2 separate regions of the Danio rerio genome follow, and region 2 is linked to region 1. Evidence: chromatin contacts called from public Hi-C data. All regions are on one chromosome and are shown on one strand. Each heading gives the region's core, a stretch centred on a gene start, on an enhancer-like site or on the middle of the called end of the contact. The rest is flanking DNA. Distances are from core to core; before and after follow the strand shown.

Region 1 (6,308 bases), core at 2,009-4,508:
CTTTTTAAATTCAATACTACACAAGAGAAAACTTTAGTACCTTTGCTCAAATGAACTCCAGAGTGATGCACTGTCCCCCCCTTAAGGAGGTTTGAACCCAAAAGGTTCTGCCATTGGCTTTGGAAATTTAGTACAGTCAAGAGATATGCTCTACAGCACAGACAACACAGAGAGAAACGACAAAAAAGAAAAAAAGAAAAGAAAAAACACAAACCTACTTAGATCAAGAGAACTGGATAGGGAGACAACAATTTGAGATCATTGACATCCAAATCCAGGTGGAAAACGTTGGGTCTAACATTAAGGACAGGAAGCCCTCGTTTGAACACTTTTAGTACAGAGAAATGTGGTGCCAATGATACATGAATGAAGAATTCAGCCAAAAATGAAAATGGTCTTTTAAAACCCATTCACACCAAAAACTACATGTAAAGCGTTATGAAGTCTGAACTAATAGCTGAAATCAAGAACAAATTTTTTGCAGATGATGAATGATACAAGCATCAGCAGTTCAAAATTAAAACTTAAACTCTAAAGTGGCAGTAGCTGCAATATTTTTATACATATTTTTAAAGCATGTTGGTGTACATATAGTTCTTGGTGCGAGTAAGCATTTACTTGTGTTGTTCCAATTTCCAAACATGTGATTTTGTTTTTAAGAGTAATTGCAAGATTTTCACTGAATGACTTTTCTAATTTGTTTTGATTCAGAGGATTACTTCTGCATTGGGCTTTTTTGAAAGCAGGTGCAATAATAGAATGTAAACTAATTTTTTCTTGATTTCCTCTTCAGGCACCTAAATATGATGTGAAAAATGACTTCAATAACCATTTTTTTTGTTTGTTTTTACTTAACATCAATTTATTTTATGTTTAATGAAGCAATGGATGAATGACCTGCATGGGAGTTCTCCAATTTTTGTTGAAATTAAACACTGAAGAGCCATCTGGTAATTAAACCAAAAAGCATTACATAGATTATTAGAAGAAAAAAAATAAAATAAAATAGTATATATATATATATATAAAAAATGTAGTTTAGATTGACAAGTAATAAAAGTCTTTGAATAGTTGTCTTGTAGATACACAAGTTTGTGTACAGTAATCCCTCACTATAACATGGCCTGCTTTTCGTGGTTTCGCAGATTTTTTGTTTGTGCAATGACATTTTTTTTTCTACAGCGCATTGTGTTTGCATCCTGATTGGCTGTAGACCAGTCAATCAACATCCTCTGTGCCGTGTCTCCTGTACAGTACAGAATGCTCTCAGCCTGCCAAATTTACAGAAACCTTAGATCGCTAGCCATGTGATTCTGAAGTGCTGGACTGAATGTTTGCAAGTTTTCTCCACACAATGTCGACGAAACGTTCTGCACTGTCAAAGGAACCTGTGGTAGCACCCAAAAGGTAGAGGAAGATGCTAACCAACGCACAAAAAAATTGCTAAAGGAAGGTAGAAGTTACGCAGGTGTAGGGCGACATTAAAGAAAAGATGAAGAACAAATGTTTTTTTTTTTTATCTTTGGTTTCATTTTATAATATCGCCTGTCTGAGAAAAGATAAATATTGTTTAAATAGTTTTTTTTAATAACATGTTTATGTTTTAATCTTTAATAAATAATCTAAACCTGCTATGTGACTATTGCAGAGACACACACTGCGATATCAATGCTCAAACTATATAGTTCAGCCCTAATTTTTACAGTTTAGTACAGACACATATTAAAATCCAATATACACTAACAGATTTTTTTGTTTTAAAAAAACAGTACTCTATTTTATTTCCATGACTGAAATCTACAAGTCGCTCCATGTTTTCTGCTAAACCAAAATAATTGAGAAAAGCATTTCAGCTAATAAATGCAGTTGTTTGGAACATCTGGCTCAGTACATTTTCATTTCTGCTGAACTCTTACTTTAAAATAATGAAAACAATTTCCCCAAACATGAATATTAGTGCAAAAACACATACATTTTTCAATTCCATCCAAAAATAACAGGACGAGAGCTACCAGGATAGTACAACAGTTCTGGATGGCAAATAATGGTGAACATAATGAAAAGATGTTTGTCATGTAATGACTATGCAAAACTATTTACAGCACTGACATTTTATGATATTTATTATACACATACTAAATTAGGGCAATTCATGAAAAAAGTGCAGGTTGCTTAATGCAATCTACTGTTTGTCAAACATGTGTAATAACTAAGGTAAATGATACTCAAAAGTACTTGGCAACCCCCTTTTATAACAAAGGGGAAGTGTAATTTCGGGGTAAGCAGTTGATAAACCCCTTACCTAGCGCCTGCTCTCCGCTGGGCTGTCTTATATATTGGGAGCTTTTACTGTTCAAAACAGAGTCTATAAAGAAAGAGAGAGGTTTCAGTAAACTCGTTAGACTGCGTTCATTTCCCACCATTGCAGCTTACTTTTCATGTTATGGTATTGGTGTTGGTGTTTTTTAATAGGTAGGAGTTTTAGGTGCTGGTAATCTAATTGAACTCTTCACGCGGTCTTTATTGACTCTAAACAGATTTCATATTATGAATAATCACATAAACGTTACATCTAAAGGTTTAAATGCAGCATTGAATGAAAGCTTTACGAGTCTCCCCCTCCCAAACGTTCTTACCGTCCACACGGCCTTATGTAACGTCGGTTAAAATTATCTATAAATTGGAGCAAATAAACTCTTTCAAGTGCAAATAACAACTGGAAGCAAAATCCAAATAGCTCAAACTCTTTCGACAAGAGCATTTCGTTCGTACTGGGCCTTGCAGCAGGGAAGCGGATTCAGCTCATGTAAGTTAGGACAATGTGAATGTGAAAACGTTAGCTCGTGTAGCGGGTACAGAAACAGAGTAAACGCGAAAGTTTAAATTACCATCCTCGCAATAACCCGTTAAAAGGACTCTGATGGTTAAACTATTATCCATCAGAGGCGAGTAAGTCGGTCGAACATTAGCATTAAATCACAGTGGATGTAAAGAAGCACGCAGCGGCTGCAGCAGGCCGAGAGGAAAATCCCGCTCGGGTGCGCTAAGCTAGTTAGCAATTCCACTGTTCATCTAGCTGTTTGAAATGAAACCTCTGACAGGAAACATTGCTACATGTGCATGTGATAATGCTGTTTAACTATAAAGGGAAAATTTGAGAAAAATATTACATTTACCGCCGAAACAGCGACCGCCATTGAGCACACCTTCCAGCACTAACGTCCACACGGTGAGGAAGACTATGAAATCTCGCGATAATATCGATGGAGAGAAAAAAGAGTTGGGTAAAAGACGCGCAGCTGCAGTGCAGACGTTCTGATTGCAGGAGAAACACACAAGTCTGATAAAAAAACGTGCAAATATATATAGGCAGAGATGGCAACAATACACATCCTTTTATTAAGTAAAAGTACAGATACTCATGTTTAAAACGTAAAAGTCGAATTATTGACTACACTTTTGTACTTGAGTAAAAGTAAAGAAGTACAGCCTGAATATATATATATTATTATTATTATTATTATTATTATTAACAGTGAATTTGTGTACAAATACGATCTCATTAAATATTTTAACATAAAACTGCAAAATTGGTGGCGCAATGGGTAGCGATGTTGCCTCACAGCAAAAAGGTCACTGGTTCAAGCCTCGGCTAGGTCAGTTGGCAATTCTGTGTGGAGTTTGCATTTTCTCCCTGTGTTGACATGGGTTTCCTCCAGGTGGTTCGGTTTCCCCCACAGTCCAGACATGCGCTACTGGTGAATTGGGTAAGCTAAATTGTCCATAGTGTATGTGTGTGAATGAGTGTGAATGCATTTTTCCCAGTACTGGGTTGCAGCTGGAAGGGCATCCGCTGCTTAAAACATATGCTGGATAAGTTGGCGGTTCATTCTGCTGTGGTGACCCCAGATTAATAAAGGGACAAGTCGAAAAGAAAATGAATGAATGAGAGAATGAAAATTGTAATATTTTGGTTATTGGTTGTTATACTAATGTATTTGGTTATTAAATAATTTTAAGGAGTTTATCATATAACAATGCTAGAACAGCAAAACAGCTATTACTGTAAATGTACAATCAATTTAATAGCAAAATGCTTATAAAATGCCAATATATAGTAAATGTAGAACTTTTACAGCATGTGACGTTATACATTCATTCATTTTTGGCTGAGTCCCTTTATTAATCTGGGGTCGCCACAAGGGAATGAACCGCCAACTTATCCAGCATTTGTTTTACGCAACAGATGCCCTTCCAGCTGCAACCCATCACAGGGAATTATTGTTATACAGTGCTCAGAATATATAGGTAGACCCCTCACAAATCTCTCTTTTAAAATCATATTTTAAATAGGATGCTATACATTATTATATGTGTGCATTAGATTAGTCAGCACTGAAGCCAAATCTGGAGCTTGTCTAACAAAATAACATAAGATAACGGTCCAAAAACTAGTACACCCAAATGTATATGTTATAGTAAAATAATAATAAACGTTTAAAAAAAAAAAAGAAAAATCAAGAAGTAAAAAAAAAATAAGAAAAAAAGAAAAAAAACTGAGTTGATATTTTGTAGGTTGTAATTTTGTTCTGCAATATCTTTCTTAAATTTAATCGTATTATCTTTCAATTTCTAAATATGATTGGTGACTAAAGTATAATTTTAATAAATATATCTATTTAATAAATCCGTTTCGTTTAAATGCACCAAAATACATTTCCTATATTCACTGACAAATGGATGAAACATTCATTTTCAAAATGGGGTGTGATCAATTATGCTGAGCACTGCATATGCACTATATACTAGACATTTGCTATAATACAAAAGAAATGCATTCAGTCATATTAAAGTATTCATTATATATTTTAATGTTATAGTATTTCATGTCACAGTATACAGTTTCAACACAATAAAAATATAATAAAATAAAGTAAAACTGCCCAAAGCAAAGGTCATATTCATTCAGATGAGAAAGGACACCAGGAATTAGGAAGAGTATATTTTAACATCTCACTGTACATTCATCTCTTGTATCTACAAACAAACATACATACATACGCATACATACATTACATTGCAAGACATTTGAGTCTCATAATAACACTGGGAAGATGAACTGCTTTTTCATGTCAATCATTTGAATCTGTAAGAATGAATGGAGATAATATATCTCTTTTAATAGTTAAAAAAAGCTGCAATACATCCATCGCAAAACCATGCCAATATAACATAAAAATATATAATTCCAAGCATTCGTTTTCTGACATGCACATATATTCTGAAGCCAAGAGATGCTGGGAAGTCAAAGCCATTAGAGTACAGTACTGAAAGCATCTCTAAAATTGATACTATTGCTTCGGAAGGCAATGGCAATATGGATGGTTTCACAGAACGAACACTGTTGTAATTATGCAATCTAAAACAGCGTTGATCAACAACAAGATGTTATATTTGCTATATAGTATCCACACTTGCCAGCGCTGCACCCAGTACATCTTTGGCCTTGACACAGTTCAAGTTCTCATACGCAGAATACATACAATGTAGTGTATGAATCATATTGTGCATGACATAAAAATGTGCGCATACTGTGGTAGATGTCAGACAGCCCTTCACACCCAAATGAGGGATTTATTAAAGTAAACCTTGCTTCTTCTAAGTCAGTCAACGATCAGTTTATTGTATGCAGTGTAAAAGACAAAGAAAAGCAAACTTGGCCCATATACTGTGTTAAACACCTTTGAGCAGTCAGCCTATTTAGGACCAGCTCATATTCACATTAAAAAGGCAATTAAAAACATCTCATGTCAATCATGTCCACACTGGTACACTGACCATGATTAATTGTTTGCATCAAGTTGCTTTAGTTAAAAATATCTGATTTGGAAAGCTAGTAATTAGAATCAGTTTCTTCATAAAATAAAAACCAGATGCTTTATTAATTAAAACTGAGCAAATATCAGATCGAACATTTGTGTACACTTGACATAAGTATGATGTTAAATATAAAAAAGTCTAAGCAAAATCTTTTAGATTGCATTTACTTGAAGTGATATTCAGGAATTTTGTTAGAATTCAAAATAGCTGTTAAAAAGTCGTTGATTTTGCTGAATTAACACTGAATTAACTGATTTCACACTCAAAAAATTCCTATTTGGTGCTCAAGAAGTGTTTCTACCTAGAATCATTGATAAAAAAGTTAAGTTGCTCTATATGCACTCAGATATAAAGGTATAAAATCTGTCACTGGGGTGGTACTATTTCAAAAGGTAGACTTTTGTACCATAGAGGTGGATACTAGTACC
Region 2 (6,308 bases), core at 2,501-5,000, 150 kb after region 1:
CATACTAAGTACTTTTGCATGCACAGCAGCATAGAAACATGACAAAACAGTGACACAGCAAAGACGAACTGCTGCTCTTGCTGTTTTCAAAAGACGCAAATGAAGATGCAGCTGTTTATCTGCATTGCAGACAACCATTTCCAAATCCATATCCATAGACAACCATATCCATGCTGGCACATAAAACCTAAGGATGTTCCATACTGAATCTAGTTTCGTTATGTAACTATTTATAGTATAGTAAATATTTATATCTATTTTTTACTGAGGATTTGCACCATGTTTATTTGGACTTTATTTGGACTTTGACACATTATTTATTATTTTCTTATTTTTATTTGTTCATTGTAAGTGGTGTTGTTTATAGTAACTAAAAATATATTATTTGGAAAAAGTCAAATTTGCTTCACTGTTCTGTTATTTTGTAACATTTGTAACATACCGTATACCGCGAAACAGTCAAACCGTGGTATTGTTTTAGACGATTATCATACCGTGAAAAATTCATACCGTTACAACCCTAGTACTGACTAATCTAATGTAGATGTACAAATATAATATTGTATATCTTCCTATTAAAAATATACATTTAAAAGTTAGATTTGTGAAGGGTCTACTTATATATGCTGAGCACTGTAATTGTGATGCTCTTGGACAGGTGAATACTCTAATGTATAAAGAGTTGACACCATTTACAGTTACAGCTAAGGAGTCACCTGTGTCTGAGAGGAGACCTGCTGCTCCGCCTCCTGGGAGAACGGGACCTTCGTCTGAGAGGCGAGTGGTTCAACCTTCGTCTAGAGCTTATAGAAGGACTGTCTTCTCTATGGGCTCCTGCCATATCACGAGATCGCATCCTGTTAGCACAACAAAACAGCATGAAAGTGACTTAATTTTTTAGCAACAAGGCATGTTTATATGATAATTGGTAATAATACATTTTATTTTACATAATTTGACTAGAACATACACACATAATATGCAAATAATGAGTTATATATATATTATTTGCTACTACTTTTAAATAGCCTTTATTTATTATTGTCTGTTTATTTTGAGTCACTTTATGTATAATTGTAGTTTTTTAAATATATTTCGCTTTTAGTTTTTTTTGTGTGTGTTGTTTTAATCTTTTACTTTATTTCAATTAGTTACAGTCAAAATTTCTCATTTATGTTGAGGTTTTTTAAGTCAAAGTTTTTTCCATCTATATATATTTAGCTTTATTTCAGTATTTATTTTTTTAGCTAGAAGTCTCTCTTGTTAATTTATATTTCACAATATCTATATTTAGCGATATTGTAGCCATTTGCCCAAAAATTGTTTTGTTTGTTGTAGTTAACAATAACACTGATGAATTTTAAATTAACATTTTTAATTTGTATCACTGATACAACTGTAATTTTCATTAATAGTTTATATAACTTTTTATTTCTTTATTTTACATTTATAAAGTTAAACTAAATAAAAAAATGCTGAAATTGTTTATTATAAATAAATTCTTTTCAGTTATAAAAATGTTTTTTGCTAGCTATTTTGAATTATGAATTAGATTAATTAGATGAATATGAATTAGAGCAATTACACAATGTTTCTAGTAATCAAGTGCTAAAACAGAAAGTAACCTGTCACTAGAGAGTCTCTGGCGCTCTTCTTCTCTCCGTCTCCTCTCAACTGACCGAGATCTGCCTCTCCTCGGAGGGGATCTATTGTGGCACGTAGATCTGTCCTGTCTGGATGCCCTGTCTGTGTTCTGAACAACAGGTAGGCGTTCAGGTGAGCGGTGGCTCCTGGGCTGCACAGTTGGGCTAAGTCGATCTGGACCTTGTTTTCTGCTAGGAGATCGATTCTCTTTCCCAGAAGAGACTTCTTTTAAGGGGGCCTTTACTGGTTTCTTGTCTCTGTCAACTTCTGGCAAGCTGGTGCTTCTTTCTTTAGAACCAGATTTGCTGCTTCTTGATGAGGATCTGTGGTCTACAGCTTGCTCTTCAGGCCGTGTATTTGATTTTCTGTTGCTTGTGGCTGATGACGATGGCACTTCTTTAGATTTCACAGGAGATTTGGACCTACGACTTCTATCTTTGGATCTGTCAGTGCTCCTTGATCGTCTCCTTTCCTTCGTTTCACTGGGACCACTAGGTCTCTCGCTGATTTTAATACCTAACCCAGTCATACTCTCTCTTTTTTCAGATTTATGGCTCTGGACTGTCACCTCCTCAGACATGGTTCTGCCTTCAAGCACAGAATAAAATTGTTCATCGTTTACATAATCCTGTTGCAATTTTCTGCCATTCCCCTTAACCGTTACAAGCTCATCGAGATCTTTTCTCTGTTGCTCACCATTTCGAACAGCCTCCTGGACCTCCCCGTCCTCTGAATCAGAGTTATAACCCTGTAATATCAGCCCCATACCTGACTGCACAGACCCTTCCATCAGCTCATTATCAAGCTCTGCCTGAATCATGGCCCTCTGTTTCTCCAGATCCTCCAGAGCAGCAAGGTCATCAAGTCTGAATCGCTTTGGTGAGTCGGCTGCACCTTCATAGCTAGTAGAACATTCTCTATCATCGCGGAAAGAGTCTCTGTGTTTCCGCTTATGTTTGTGTTTGTATTTGTGCTTTTGGTCTCTCTCATCTGGTGAGGAATGTTTATGCTTTTTGTGCTTGCTTCGATGTTTGTGTTTTCTTTTCTTGTGTTTTTCCACCCTGGCAAAGTCCATGTTATCTGCTTTTTTAGCTCCATCTTCACCAGGTACACATTCATTTTCATCCACACTGTCGGAGCTCTCCATATCATCTCTATTAAAAACAGATCAATAAAAAGTAGAGACCAATAGAGCAATATTAATATTACTTCCGACCAGCACGACAAAAATATGAAGATAAGCTACCACAGTATACGAGATGTGAAATAACATTTTGTTTTTGATTTTTGTTTTGTTTGAAGAATCGCTACATACAAAAAAAGAAGAAAAAAAACAACGTTACAGATGATTCACGTTGACCACAGACAGAAACGTGTTTACAGATATTGACAGAAAACTGCAAATCAGATTAGTTTTAAGCAAAACTGTTCACCTTTAGTACCTGTAACTCAATGTGTATATTTCTAATTAGCACAATAATACGACATAAAGTCCGTAAAGTATTACTTACACATAATCCTTCGCTATTGTTTTGGCTAACGCGTCCATGTTCGCCATCTTGATTTTTCCTGGTGTGCCGAGTCGCTTGACGAAGAGTCGATTCAAAATTCAGTCTGGGGGTGATACTTAAATTTGCTTAAAATAAATTGTGAAACTGGCGTCCAAATAATTGTTTGAAATGTTGTCGCACTTTCTTCTCAGTATTTGTTACTGTACTGTACCTATACGCGAATTGAATATTGAAATCTGAATTGATTGAATCACTGAGTCGATACACAGTAGCTTTAGTTCATTGGGGTGAATCATTCGTTTGGAGCTTTTTCAAACCACGCATGTGCAGTGTGTATGACGCGACGAACGAGGCAGGGATCATAAAGATAAACAGTCTGCAAACCGTTGTCTTAAATTTAGTGTTCACTTCTTTTGTCAACGCACTTAGTTTTCGACAGTTATACATTGTGTTTACACATGATTATAGTGTTTACTTTTGTCAGTATAGAGAACAATACAGCAAAAATATAACATTTTACGTTGTATCTGTGGATGGTAATTACGCTGTGGTCCCTAAACAGCACACCACCGGCGTCTACGGCACAGCGAAAACTACGTAATGTAAATATACCACTCTGTTTGATGAAGGTACGCACATAAATACTCACAATTTAAACTGAATGATTTAAATGTCAAATGTAGCTTTCTTTCTAATTGACTTCTCATTACTGTAGTGAATGCTACCTAATAGCTAATTCAGAATAACAAGTAACGTTAGTGTCGTTGTTATGGCTAAATGTTTTTATTTTGCTAACGTTAACGTTACACCATATTGTCTAGTAGCATGCAGTAACTTCCTGTAAAACTAAATTAATTAGCTATCAGTATGTGAATACATGTACATTTGTCTTTATTATTGAAGTGTGTATAATGACTAATGTATTTTCCTCCTTCTCTAGTATTTCCAAAAATGGGTGGGTTTAAAGATACATACCAAGACGTTCAACCAGTAACTCTTCGACTTGCAGAAGAAAACGTCACCTCTAGTCTCTACTGCAACTCGGCTGTGGGCATTGAAGCTCATGTGTCCACTTTAGTTGAAGCTTTCTTAGTTGAAGTATACAGATGTAGAATATGTCAATTCACTAGCAGCCACAAAGCCAAGATTAGCCATCATGTTATGGAAAGACATGATCCAGTGTCTCCATGTCCACATCTGCCGTGTCTGGAGAAAGAGGATGAAGAGAGTTTGTGTGTAGAAATGAGGGTTAATGATGAAGAGGAAGTCGAACACAACAGTTCTCCATACGATCTAGAGAGCGACCTCCAATCTGGCTCAAAGAGCAATGAGGATCAAATGGACATGGAGCGCATTTCTTTCCTTCTTCCAATGTATGGCATGTTTCAAAACATAAGCCCAAGGTCATGTGATATTGGCCTGGGTTCCAGCTCTGATGGTAACTTGCATGTGGCACAAACCTGTGAGGTAATTGGAGAGATTTTTTTTGATGTTAAAGGGAAAATTCATCCATAAAAATGAAAATTCTGCATTATTTACTCTCCCTTGACTTGTTAGAAAACAGTTTGAGATTTTTGTTCTGTTTTGAATGTTGGAAATCCGTAAACAGTGACACAAATATAGTAGAAAAAACAAACACAATGCAAGCCAATGTTTAAAAGATTTTAACATTTTTCAAACAGAACAAAGTGTCCAACAGAACAAAAACTCAAACTGGTCAGGAACAAGCCAAGCATAGGAAATTAATCTCAGAATTTTCCTTTTTGGGTAAATCATCCCTTTAAAGCAGTGGGTTACCCAAAAATTAAAATTGTCATCAAGATTTTCAATCCTGCATAGCTTTTTATTCTTTTGTTAAGATATTTTGGAAAAAGTTTTTAACTATACAATTTTGAATTCCATTGACTTCATTTGTTTGTACGTTTGGCAATGCAAATTACCATTATTCTTCAAAACACGTTCCTGAACCACAAACAAAAGTCATAGATGTTTTAAACAACATCACTGCAAGAAAATGATGGCTGTATTTAATTTTTGGTCAAACTTTTTCACTAGTTTATGTGTTGGATTGTCTTTATCTAATACCAAAATTAAATAAAGAAACCAGAATCCTCCCTTGACTATATTTCTTAGCTAGAATTTTGTTTAGGATCGTCTTTTGTAAGGAATAAATTAGATTCAGACACTACATTTGCAATATCAGGGTGTCTGCGGGATCCTAAAAAGGATGAAAGCTTGATCAATCAATGTAGAGAAGTTCAGAGCCCTTAAAAAGTGTTAAAAAGTCTTAAAAGCTGTTTTGCAAGGTATTACATTTTAAATAATTTTTGATTATGCAATGTATGGTTGTATGCTAAAGTTTGCCTGAATTAAATCTGCGAGTATCAGGATGCTATGTAGTTTATGAAATAAACAAAATCCTGATAGATTTGACATCATGCTTCTATGTTTACTGCAGAAACCAAGGCAACACCATTATTTCTGCAGTTCTATAGGCACCAATCTGCTGTATTAGCTTGATTTAATAGATTTTCAAGTTTTGGAATAGTTTCTTACATTAATATTTAGTAAATGTACTGTAAGTTAAAATCTCGCCAGTGTTTTTGGTTGAAACCCAAACCTGTTCTAAGGTCTTAAAATATATGGAAAGAGTCTTAAAAGTCATTGAATTCCACTCTCTTATTCCCGAATACACTCGGAGTATGAAATAATGTCTTTATTTATGTAAATTTTGTTTTGTGCAGGTGAGCACACTTTTTGAGGAAGATAGACATGATGATAACAGCGATGAGGAGCGTGTCTTTCAGCTGGAAGATGCTAGCACAGATCTGACCGTCCCTTTGAATAGTGGCATGGACACAGAGGTCCAGGATGAGGAGATGGCCCAGTCAGCTCATCTCATGACTCTCGGTTTGTGCAGAATCTCTAGCACTAAGGGTCAACCTTCATCTGCAACTTCAGCAAAGTCCCTTCCAGAAGGTGAGCAGGATGCTGGAGATGCCAGTATGGATGCTGTAATGCAGAAAACTGAGGAGGATGGCGGATTGGCTTGCATCCTCTGCCAAACAGTCGCATCCAGTCGTGTTATGCTAGATGTGCACCTGAAATGCCATAGTGGAGAGCAAGGGTTCAGGTGCCCTCGCTGTGGTTGGG

Evidence for each region. A called contact is a pair of places that touch in the nucleus more often than the background predicts.
Region 2: a Hi-C map of hematopoietic stem cells shows a contact between it and region 1, with 2.1 times the contacts expected there. The contact joins the promoter of si:dkey-154p10.3 here to the promoter of puf60a in region 1. A contact is called at or near these places in 2 of 18 Hi-C or Micro-C datasets (caudal fin and hematopoietic stem cells) and 1 of 4 datasets of contacts at active chromatin or transcription factors (caudal fin).

What each region holds. Positions count from the first base shown.
Region 1 is chr2:35,639,370-35,645,677 of GRCz12tu, forward strand. It overlaps puf60a (poly-U binding splicing factor a), which reads right to left and starts at 3,259. Exons shown (of 12, transcript NM_001105588.2): 1 at 3,171-3,259; 2 at 2,303-2,365. nrbp2a (nuclear receptor binding protein 2a) reads right to left here. Exons shown (of 19, transcript XR_012392719.1): 19 at 4,848-6,243. It also overlaps a transcript of ccr9a not described here.
Region 2 is chr2:35,793,833-35,800,140 of GRCz12tu, forward strand. si:dkey-154p10.3 reads left to right here and starts at 3,751. Exons shown (of 8, transcript XR_012392701.1): 1 at 3,751-3,784; 2 at 4,096-4,622; 3 at 5,900-6,308. It overlaps prpf4ba (pre-mRNA processing factor 4Ba), which reads right to left and starts at 4,542. Exons shown (of 17, transcript XR_012392691.1): 1 at 4,131-4,542; 2 at 1,626-2,798; 3 at 717-857.